Regions from separate parts of the Triticum aestivum genome. Here region 1 is linked to region 2. The links are chromatin contacts, called in public Hi-C maps. All regions are on one chromosome and are shown on one strand. The core of a region is the stretch at or near the end of the contact, and the rest is flanking DNA. Distances in the headings are between cores, read along the strand shown.

The links. Hi-C and Micro-C count contacts between places; a contact is called where the count stands out from the background.
Region 1: a contact with region 2 is called in a Hi-C map of leaf, with 6 times the contacts expected there. The contact joins the promoter of LOC123141639 here to the promoter of LOC123145075 in region 2. A contact is called at or near these places in 2 of 5 Hi-C or Micro-C datasets (both in leaf).

The regions. Positions count from the first base shown.
Region 1 is chr6D:355,837,786-355,843,721 of IWGSC CS RefSeq v2.1, forward strand. It overlaps LOC123141639, which reads right to left and starts at 2,209. Exons shown (of 2, transcript XM_044560729.1): 1 at 1,729-2,209; 2 at 1,276-1,506. The coding sequence starts at 2,015. The coding sequence ends at 1,734. It overlaps LOC123145077 (E3 ubiquitin-protein ligase At1g63170), which reads right to left. Exons shown (of 5, transcript XM_044564392.1): 4 at 5,283-5,447; 5 at 3,335-3,796. The coding sequence ends at 3,620.
Region 2 is chr6D:355,296,285-355,301,876 of IWGSC CS RefSeq v2.1, forward strand. LOC123145075 reads left to right here and starts at 3,849. Exons shown (of 10, transcript XM_044564387.1): 1 at 3,849-5,592.

The DNA.
Region 1 (5,936 bases), core at 959-3,458, 540 kb after region 2:
GGTTTTTCATCTGGTTTTATTTTCCTTTTTTATGGCTTTTTGGGTGGGTTTTTACTGTTTTGCTGTATTCCTCTATTTTTCTTGTTTCTTCTTTAAAATATTTACGTGTTTTTTAATCTGTGTAGATATTAAAAACTCAGGACATTTTTATGGTTCATAAACATTTAAAAAAACCAAAAATTTATGAATTTTTTAATACTTTTATTTGACTTCTTATCAGCATAAAAAATAACACCAGCAACACTAAGTATTGTGCCACATTCTTTTGGATCTTCTAGTCCACTCTTTGAGTGCCGAATAGGCGCTGTATCGCGCATGGGCCAGGCTAAAATAGAGCTCGAGCGTGAAACCTCTTCGCTTGCTAGAAAAGCGATGCTTTACCCGGAAAAATAAACTACTTGCTCGCACCCTTCATAAGAAAACCGCTTGCTAATTGGCCAGAATACATAAATGGCTTCATGTTTATTTTCATTAAAAAGGTATTTTTGAAAATATGTGCTCCCTCCATCCGGAAATACTGGTCAGAGAAAGGGATGTATCTAGACGTATTTTAGTTCTAGATATATTCATTTTTTTTATCTGTTTCTCTGACAAGTTGACGGAGGGAGTACATATGTTTAGAAAATATCCACATATTTAAAAATATTCAAGATTTTTCAAAATATTCACTTATTTTGAAATGTTGAACAGTTATAAAAAGTTCGTAGGTTTTGACAATATCCGCATCTCCGAAAAATGTTAATAAATTTAAAAAAATCTCTTTAGTTAAAAATTATTTAATTTTTATATAGTCTATTTTATTTTATTTGAATTAACTAAAAAACATAAAATAGCAAAAACAGCTTGAAAACTAGAAGAAACAAATTGAACAACAGAAAAAAAATACTGAGAAAGGAAAACCTTGAGAATAATGGAAAATGAGAAGAAAAAAGAATATAAGCGAAAAGATAAAAAGAGGTAAAAATTACTAGAAATACCCCGGAAAATATGAATAGGTAGGGCAAAAGGAGCTATGCTCATCCCAAAGAAAACAGCCCCGCAGTGAGGAAAATCGGCCTAGTTGGGCCGGCCAAACAATGCGTTCCCGTGTGCGTTGGAACGGGAAATTCCACATTCTTTTGCTTAGTGATTACAATATTATTCCCTTACTGATAACCTTACTGAAATATATTGCAGCGCGTTGCATAGCAACCACGAACCGATTGGCAAGTTTATGGAAAAGATCTGCACGGTTGCATAAATATCATGCATATCGAGAGCAACAGACACATTTTATGAAGAGAGCTCCTTAAGATAAATGAAGATGAACTAGTGCATCACCAACATACACACCATGCCCCGCCATGAAAGGCACATTGACAAAGACAAATATCGGCATAACTGCACAGATCTGGAAAACATCACTTCCACTGCGACGCATACAACTTTGGACTTTGGAGGCTACGATCCTAGAAGGAAATTTATCACTCTAGCTAGCTTGTTAACTTCAGATTCATGAGACGCAACCTGCAAATAGAGCAAAAACGAAAATAGAGATGTCACACCTATTTGTGAAGTTTAGGCCATGACTATACTATGGGTAGAAAAGGGAAACGGAACAAGTCATGCGCGAGCAGACGCTCACCATTGTACTGAACGTTACGTGCAACGAGTACAGCTGTGTGGATGAGAGACGTGTTGATGTTCTTTGTGTAAGGAAAGAATGATCGTAGCCATAGATCGACCAACCAGCGTCATTTGGCGTCGCGGGCTGCGGGCCGGGAGCAGGGTCCCCGGCGGTTGGACTCCACGGCGCTGTCAGGGAGGGGGCGATCCAGCGGGAGCTGGCCACGGCCGCCGGCGGGCGGCGGCCCCCGGTGGCAGAGCCTGCGCGACGCTCGCCGCTCCTCGCTGACGCCGGCGGCGCCCACGAGCACCTCCTGCACGAAGGAGCGCTCCACGCCGTCGAGGAACGCCGCGTGCCGCTCCTCCGTCCACCCCTCGCCGCGCGCCAGCACCGCCAGATGATCGTCCATCCGATCCCCGGCCACGTACGGGTGGGCGCGCCGCACGGCCCGAGGTCAGGGTAGCGGTCGACGTACGCAGGCCCGCTCTCCTCGACGACGGCCAAGGGCGAACGTTATATGGGGCCGGACGAAATAAATATCTAGCCAGCCGACAAGGCCGTATGTAAACGCGCGGCGTGCGTATACTCGTCACAAACTTATACCAGCACTGATCCCACTTGTTACTAGCAGTACGTATTCGCTAGCTATATCTAATGGCCATGTCAAGCGTATCATATCAGCATGGCGAGGCTGGGCTGGCGGGCCAGGAGGAATGCGACGTGCGGCGTGTCGCATGTAGGCGTTGAGGGCTTGAGGCCTTATCTCCTGCAGATATTTTGTCTGCGTGACGCGAGTGAGTGTTACGGGCGGGCGGCTACGCAGCAAGTCCTTGGGGACAAAAGTGTGCCGCGCTTTAAACAAAAGTTCTGCGCTTTTCCTGATCCACTCCACTGCATATGCCGTGTTCAAAAGGGCGCGAGAAATATCTTGAGCGAACTATATGGAACCCCAACTTTTAAAAAACTTATGTCGAAATTTATAAGTTTTCTTTGGTTGCATAATCGCAACTTTTGCGCTAATAATTGTCACCTCATCCCAATCATCCATATGCTGCAAAAACTGACCGACTACTGCGTATGCAGGAGGAATAAGACGTCGGTATTCATAGAGACTAGGATGCATTTTTAGTTTCCGTAAAGGTGTTTTGTGAAGGCATGTGCTACTTAATATATGGCCTTTGAACTTTTCGCAAATATTTTGAACGACAATTCAAAGTTTCGCCCACATTTTGACCAAATTTTGATTGTAATTCAAAGTTTCCAAAATTATTTTAATCGAATATTGTGGAAAAGTTTCGGCTCAACTGGATGAGGAGTTTGAGAGAATAATTAATCTAAAGTTTGGGGTTGGCCAAATTATGGAAAAGTTGAAACTTTCCAAATAAATGAGAAAATATAGAAAATCGTAAATAGTTCATGGACCCCAATAACGCCCGAACATTTAGGATTTGACCATAGCAAATCGAACCTTTACAATGACAATTTTAGTGACTCGAGGATGGTAATTTTAGTTGGTAAGCATGGCAACACCGTGCTCAATGTTTTTTTTTTCTTGCCAGAAAATTGCCCTGCATGTCAACTAAACTTATCATCCGCGCGTCACAAAAAATTGCCATCCAAACATTCGATTTGCCATGGTCAAATCCCGAACGTTCTAGCAAGTGACCAGGTCAGTAAATCAAGGAGATCTATGCCAAAACTCTCAAACACAACACTATACAAAGCAAATAGGCAAACATGACTTCTTGACATGGTTTCACGAATGGGCATTTACAAGATTACATCGCTATGGTATTGTGTAACAAACAGTTTTAGCTGATATACACCACAATGTGTAACTTCAATACACAATGACTACCATGACCATATATAAATACACAAATTAACATGAATCACACTTCCTTTGTTATATTAGCTAGGGCGCTCAAATTCACAATCAGGAGTTTATCATGGATAAGTACCGTTGTCGTGACATGAGTCGCCCGTCGAATATTTGGATTCACACTTGGAGATTTATACTTCTTCACTACCACTGCTGCTGCTGTTTTTCCGCACATTCAACTTACACAAAGGGCAAGTTGCATTGATGTGAAGCCACTTGTCAATGCAAGCGCAGTGGAAATGGTGGCCACAAGGGAGTTCACGCAGCTCGGCGCCATCATCATACACTGAAAGGCAGATGCAACACTCCTGCATCGACCAAGCAGATGATGAATCATTTCAAAATAAAGTTAGTATATGAGCTCATAGAAAAGCAGAAGCAATGCAAAAATAAGCTGAAACACGACCAACAGGCTCAGGATGATGGTGCTAAAACAAATGCACTTGAGCTAAAGAGCTGATAATTCATTAATCCGGTTTCTAGTACAACAAAAAACCATTCGGAACAAAGTAATTTTGACGCTAAAACCTATGTGTATGTGCAAGGATTTGTTATGTGCACAAAGAAAAGCAATCCCTACAAAGACTATAAACATGTTTTGTAAACATGTTTTGTCAAAATGTACAAGTCAATTAATAGTAAGCATAGGTTCATTTGTTTACGACTAGATAATTGCCCGTGCGTGGACCACAAATATTTTGTACACAGTCACCGTGATTTACCTTCCATTTCATTAGCAATGTGACTTCGCACCAAAAAAGTACTTTGGTTGCCAACTGAATCAGTACTTATTGACTCACCAAAGATAACATGATTTTATTTGGTGGGCCAATAAGACGTGCAGAAGTTGAGGCGGTTTTCAAGAAAAAACAGCAAAACCGAAAACGGAGGTGGAGCGGGAAGGGAGGACGAAAAAAACGACGTAAGACGGAACCTTGCATATTTTCAAGTAGGAAGAGAATCGGTACCTATTGGCTTGCCAAAGAAAACATGGGTTTATTTGGTAAGCCAATAAGACGTGGGCAGTTGAGGTGGTTTTACTTCAGCAAAACCGAAAACAGAAGTGTGGTGGGGAGGCAGTACAAAAGAAACGCATGTAAGACAAGACCTTGCGTATTTTTTAATTTCTTTATGATTTACGATATCAAATTTAGACTCAGATACCATGTTAATGGGATAAATGAGTCCCACCACACTACAGCTTGACCTCTCCATCTGGATATTTTGTTAATGGGATAAATGAGTCCCACCACACTACAGCTTGAAATTCCTCGCCATCTAGATATTTGCAGCGAGGATTCACAGCAGAACACCTTTTTGCATTTCCCAATATTTACAGGGAAATATTTCGTAGTTTTGTAGCTAAGCTGGCCATGACCATGAAAAACTGTGATACACACCCTCCTTTTGGTCTTGTCTTAAGTCAAACTGTTCTAAGTTTGACCAACTTTATAGAAAAAAGTATTAACATATACAATACTAAATAAACTTTACGGAAAAAAATCCTGATAGATCTTGTGATACTGATTTGGTAGTGTAGATGTCAATATCTTTTCTACAAACTTGGTCAAACTTAAAACAATTTGACTTAAGACAAGACTAAGTAGCCTTGTATAGATGAATGGAGGGAGTACCAAATATTTTTTCTACCAAGTTTCATACATGTAAATATATCATATAAAACTACGGAGTAAGTCGGTATAATAAAGTAGATTCCACAAATTGTTCACATAAGCAGGAACCAGTTTGGCAAATAAATTTATACATTTCAAGGACAAAAGGTGGCGAACTTACTGCATCTTCAGCTGCAAGTACTTTCTCAATAGGTTGGTTAGTACCACACTCTATCATTATTCCACCAGAAGATTCAGTCGTGGTGACAGATTGCTTTTCAGGCTCCTCCATCCTCCGAAATTTGTATTTCGGAATTTGGCGAATGTCATCTTCAGAAGCTCCCTCCTAGTATAAACAGATTGTGAAAAAAGGTGAATCCATCTACTCGATGAAAAAGGTTTATGCTTTATTTTTGTGTAGGCAGACTATACATATGTAATGCAAGCCCAAAACGTATTAAGAGAAGCTAGGAAACAGAACTATCAGTCTGCAATTAAACAATATCAACGTAAGTTCAGAGGACATTTATCAGGGAAGTAGTACCCATATGCCAACCAGACTCAGTTGAGACAGGTGGCACACCTGCACTTCCACTTGTCATTGGGATTCATCAACACGATTCGGAAGTGGGCAACAGTTGGACAACAATAACAAAAACTATTCATAAGACATATACCAACACAACAGAAACCACTTTAATATTTCAATTTCCTGATTCAAAAGACATCTCTGGTTTTAACAATTTGCCAACATCTATAACTTGTAAAGTGGCTGAGTAAGACTTGGTCGGCTAAATCAGATCATAAATTCAGCTTACGCTATTTAATATAATTA
Region 2 (5,592 bases), core at 2,599-5,098:
TCCAACAACAAGACTCAAAGAAAAACAGCAACAACTTTGGATAGAACTTGGTGCAAACACACAGAGGAAAGCAAATAACTAGATCTCAGCAAACAAAGGCTTGGATTTTTTTTGGGCTTTTTGGCTTTGGACTCTAGGATGGGGAAAACTAAACTAAAAATGATAGATCTAGCAACAAAGATACAGATTCTGCCGTGTAAACCTTGCTCTGAATACCAGATGATGTGACACCGTCTCCGAAGAAGAGGGTGTACACGGGGAGGTCCGATCTTCACGGGGTAGGATCGATAAATGCATGGGGGGTAACTAGCTGCAAGCAGCCAAAACGGAAAAATAAGAGATTATGACCCGACGAGGAGCATGCTCACCGAAGCTTGCAATCCGAACATTCGCCGATCCACAACCCGCAAATACTACCCCACACAACCACGCTCAAGTCGTGGAGCACGGGATAGGTGCAATCCGCAAGGGAAACCACAAACTCTAACCCACACAACACGATCTAGTCATGGAGCACGAATTAGGAGCAAATTCTCAAGGAATCACGAGAATAAGGATAACAAGAGCTCTCCAATCTCAGGAGGAGTCTATGTCTTTGGTCTTTGATAGAAATGGCAAAAGTCCCCAACGAAGGGAAGAGCTAGCCTATTTATAATCAGGACAACCCCCCTGGATAGGTGTGGAAAAAAACTAGCTTTGGGAACCAACTTAGGTGTGAAAGAGAACCAGCTTTGGTTTGACTAAATGGCTTAGAGACTTAATGAGGTAGCTTCTGGAAAACTCTCATTGGAGGTGGTTGGCAGTTCCCAATCAAACATTGTTCACTGGAGTCCAACAATGTTTCCTTCAGCAGCAAACTCGAGTTCTGGGAACGTTTTGCAAGTTGGGATATCCAAACTCGTGCAAAACATTGTTTCGTCAGAATCGGAACATGTTTCTTCAGCAGACAACTCATTTCTTCATGAACTCCTAACTTTGTTTCTTTGCCATAAAACATTGCTTTGCACGGACTGAAATGTGTTTGGCCTTCTTCGATAGTGCACCTGAGTTCAACCAACAACTAAGAAGGTGAAAGTGCAGCCATGTGTTCAAGATTATAGTATAAACTTAAGTTAGCATTCACCTGGCAATGTGTTCGTTTGAGACGAAATATTATGATTTCTACTTTGATGACCAAGGACGTATAAATGGTTTTCATGTCCTCATCATCCTCCCCCTCTTGAAAAGGAGTCGTCCTCGACTCTAAGGGTTCAACGGTTTTCATGTCCTCATCACCTCTCATTGCCATGCCGGATTCGGTCGCCCCTGTTGTTGCACCTGGACACCCTCCCCTACCCTATAAAGAGAGCCCCCGAGACCCCCACCCCTCCCTGTGTGAAACCCCCTCCTACGGGAGCTCACTCCCTCTCCCCACCTCGCCAATTCCTCGCTGGAGTTCGGCGACTCCGACGATCATCCACCGCCGCCCGAGGGCAGGGCCGAGCACGCTGTGGTGATCCTCGAGCCTGCCCCGGCTGCATTAGGTTATAAATAACGTAGGTTTGGAGGAATCATCTCAATAATGGTATAAATTTTGTAGTAATAATTTAATTTGTTATAGGACAAAATTAGCTTTATGCAAAAATTAAACTTAGAGCCTCCACCAGCTGAACTGCATATAGAGATAGAAATTTTCATTATTATTCTATGGTGTGACATTGCCGGCATATTCCATGTGTTGACCTATAGGGTTGCAACGTCTTATGTTGCAGAGTTTTTCAATGAGGAATAAGGTGAGATAGGTTGTTGTCCGCACTCAGCTTTTGACGTGGAGTTGGATTGACTCATTTACCTTCGATGCTTCCGCATTTATTTATTTTAGAAGATGGCGTTCAGCCATATTTATGTAATAAATACTCCTTTGCAGGACTTCGATGTAACAAGTGTGTGATTGAACTCTGTTATATTTCATCGAGTACTGTATGTGCTAGCAATCCAATCCTGGGACTAGCACTTAAGTGCAAAGACTCCGGTCGATTTGGGTCGGGCCGCTATAAGACCGCGTGGTCCGGACGTGTTTTGTCATCCAACCCAGCCTGTATTGGTCCGCCGACCGGTCCAGACACAGTTTGTCCTGCAAATGGAAGCAAAGTTGGGGGGAGGGGCTTTGCGGGAATCCGGACAGCAGCCACGTAGGACTCTGACACCTCTGGCCCACAAAAATCCCCCCTTCTGGTACCATTTTCTTCCAATCCACCCCTTCTCCACCTTGCTTTGAATCTGCACCCTCCTCCTCCGACGCCGCCGTTGTACTTCTTCAACCACCACACGGGCATTGTCGGATGTCCGCACCAACACCGACCCACTCACTCGCCTTTTACGACGGCGCCGTCCACCCAGGACTCGTCCACAGCCAGGTACACTTCGTCCCCCTGTCGACAACGTCCATGGCGGACACCTCGCCTGACAGATGTTTGTTCAAATGTCATTGAGCTTATTTTCGAACGCCATGTTGTCTTTTTAGAGTATGAAGAATGGCGGGGTACTCGACCATGGGGGATGAGTTGTTGCGCGATGCGTGGTTGGCCGTATCCTCGGATTTCGTAGGCAGGAGCAGAAAGGGGCTCTTCTGGCAGTGCGTGCATGATTCGCTTCACGCCCAAAAGCACATTGCGCCCTACGACATGCACATCATCAATGAACACAAATGTGAAGTCGATATCGTATCAATGATACGCCATCCAAACCACCGTCACCAAGTTTTGTGGCGCGGTTGATATGTTGGAGTCCAGGTGACATTGCGCGCGGCAGCCGAGGAGATCGTAAGTTTTGCTTCTTCTTGTTCAACTTGTCGATTGTTGCATTCATTCACTCAATGTTGCTCTACACATTGTGTAGCCTGTCCGTGTTGCCATGATGTACCGCAGGCTAGAGGGCAGACCATTTACGCACATGCATTGTTGGATGAAGTTCAAGGGGCAATATGTGTGGGACGACATGATCCGTTAATGAAAAATTTGTTGAACATCCGGTTAATCTAGTTGGATTTGAACTATTGTTGTACTAGACTAATTTGCATGCTATGTGTGGGTGATTTGTGCCGCGGTGCTCCCACATCCGTGTCCACGGTCCCCCCCCCCCCCCCCCCCCCCCCCCCCCGCCCGACTGATGCAGGAGGAATTGCGGGTCAAACTTGATGATGCCCTAATATACTAGTATATACTCCCTCTGTCCCAAAATAAAAGAACATTTTTAACACTACACTAGTGTCAAAAACGTTGGGACGGAGGGAGTATTTGATATGGTAGGTTCCGCCCAAGTGCCCGTATCGGTGTTTCGCAATGATGTTTTCATGATATATAAACAATAAAACCTATCATGCTAACTATAAGGTAGTGTTAATTATATCAGCTGCATCATATTTTTTCACAATGGTTGAATTAATATGTTTTTTGTTATAGAAATAAACCACATAAAATATGTGCATCGATCGATGCACAGGTCGGGTTTTCCTCCTTTCGGAAGAGAAGAAACAAACCATAGCTCTTTTTTGCAAGTAAATAACAGTACTGTTTCATCTAAACAAACAATACCGTGTGATATGGTTCTAGTGTACAACAAGATGAGCTCGTTGATTATTATTTTTGCAAGCACACAATGGGCATAAATTCCTTTCAAACTCCAGGCACATGTCTAGCTTTCTACTCGTGCATGCCCATTATATTCCTTGCACTGAATCAATCTGAAGATTGATTGCAGAAAAACTACTAATCTACACATGCAGGAGAGAGGCACTTCTTCTTGCCGGTCTCCCGTTGTTCGATCTCTTCTTTTCACAAATTAAAGTGAGGGGTCCAAGGAAATGAGAGCCCAGGCAAAAAGCAGCACTTTTTGTGTAGTGTCATTGACCTTACCAGACTATATACACTTGGAAAGCCTCAGGAGACAAAATCATGGGCCTTAACGCCAAGAATGATGGCATCATATAGGCGTCTTGTACTAGCTAGCTACCCTCATTAGCCTCCAGCTCTTAAACCTTTCATCCCTAGAGTCCCTTTGTTACGGTTACTGAGACGATTTAGACGACACGGCTAATTCCATGTCATTTTGGCTTCTCTCTGTTGGATGTGCTTCTCGGTAAAGCGACGGTCTGCACTAATTACCTTCGTTAGGAAGTGATATTCTGCTCCTTTTTTGTACAGCGGTGCGGTAGAGTCCACCGGGGCAGCCAGCAGGTCTGCGTCCCGGCCCCCTTCTTGCCTTACCAACCAACCTGCAAGATGATGGCGGAATGGTTAGGGTATGTCTGGGACGGACGTACAATGATGGCGTCGCAGACATATCGGGAACAAAAGGGGAAAGGGGAAGGGAAACCCTAGAAATATTCTCTTGGTAGCCACTCAATCATGGGTGACCACTGACCACACATGATTGGGTTAATTACCAACAACATCGGCGCACAACACGAACCACCATGTGGTCCTGTTCCTCATGGTCATGGGAAGCAGCAAATAACCCACAAGAATATGCGTAGTATATGGTGTTCTGGCTATAGGAATGAGCGATCTGTCAGTCCTTGCCTGCCTACTACGAATTTTTAGAAATACTCGCGCATTATGATCTTGAGTAGAGTCACCATGTTAGTCAAGATTCCCCCGAATGCGTGGGTTCTCTTCTCGGTTGCCGCCAACGTTTCTTTTTCTAGGTAGTACAGTAGTGGATTCATGCATTATTAGTAGTGCATTATTCAGTTCCAGGGACGCATATATGGAATTATGGATGCAGGGACTTGCCTTACCGGGTATAGTAGGCGGTGTTGGTGTTCATACACAATGGAGAGAGAGAGAGAGAGATGGGTCTTTCAGTGATGTGGGTGACGAAAATGACGCCGGTGATTAGGACGATTTGCAACCACATGTAGAGTAGCTATAGCTTGAAGAATATCTACTGGAAACATCCCCGTGAGAAAGGCACATAGGGCACTTGATATTGGTAGGAAACCTATCTAGCTGAAAGAGACAAGGTGGACTGTCGGTATCAGATCAAATTTCCCTTTGTAAAAGACGGTACCGTAGTGGGGTGTAGTAAAAACAAGTAGTAGTAGTGCATGTATTTAGACAAAGGATGATATCGTGTGTCGATTATTTAGCTCCTACAGGCATGTTGCGTCTTGATTTCACAAGCAAGATTCTTTTCAGCCGGGAATCCCCGACTGAGGAAAAATCACCAGCCGCCTGATCGTGAACACTGTCAAGTTGTGATAGAATAGAAGCGGCAGGAAAAAGAGTTGCCCGGCCGGCACGGCGGCACCGGCCTGGCTATCCATCCCTCTCGGCTCTCGCCCGCGATCTCCTCCAAAGGAAGGACACGAGAAAAACGTCCACAGAAACCACCCACGCAGCCGCAGCCGAGCAAAGCTGCTGGATCATTCCTCCACCACCTCCCCACTTGTTAAAAGGCTCCGCCGCTCCGCCCCCGCCTCTCTCCTCGCTCCCGCTATTTATCGGACGGCACCCTCCGCGCTTAAACCCCTCGCGCTCCGCCCACTCCACCACACCGCCCTCCTCCCTCCGCCCCGCCCGCGCCGGCGTACGTCCTGCTGCTGCGCGCGCG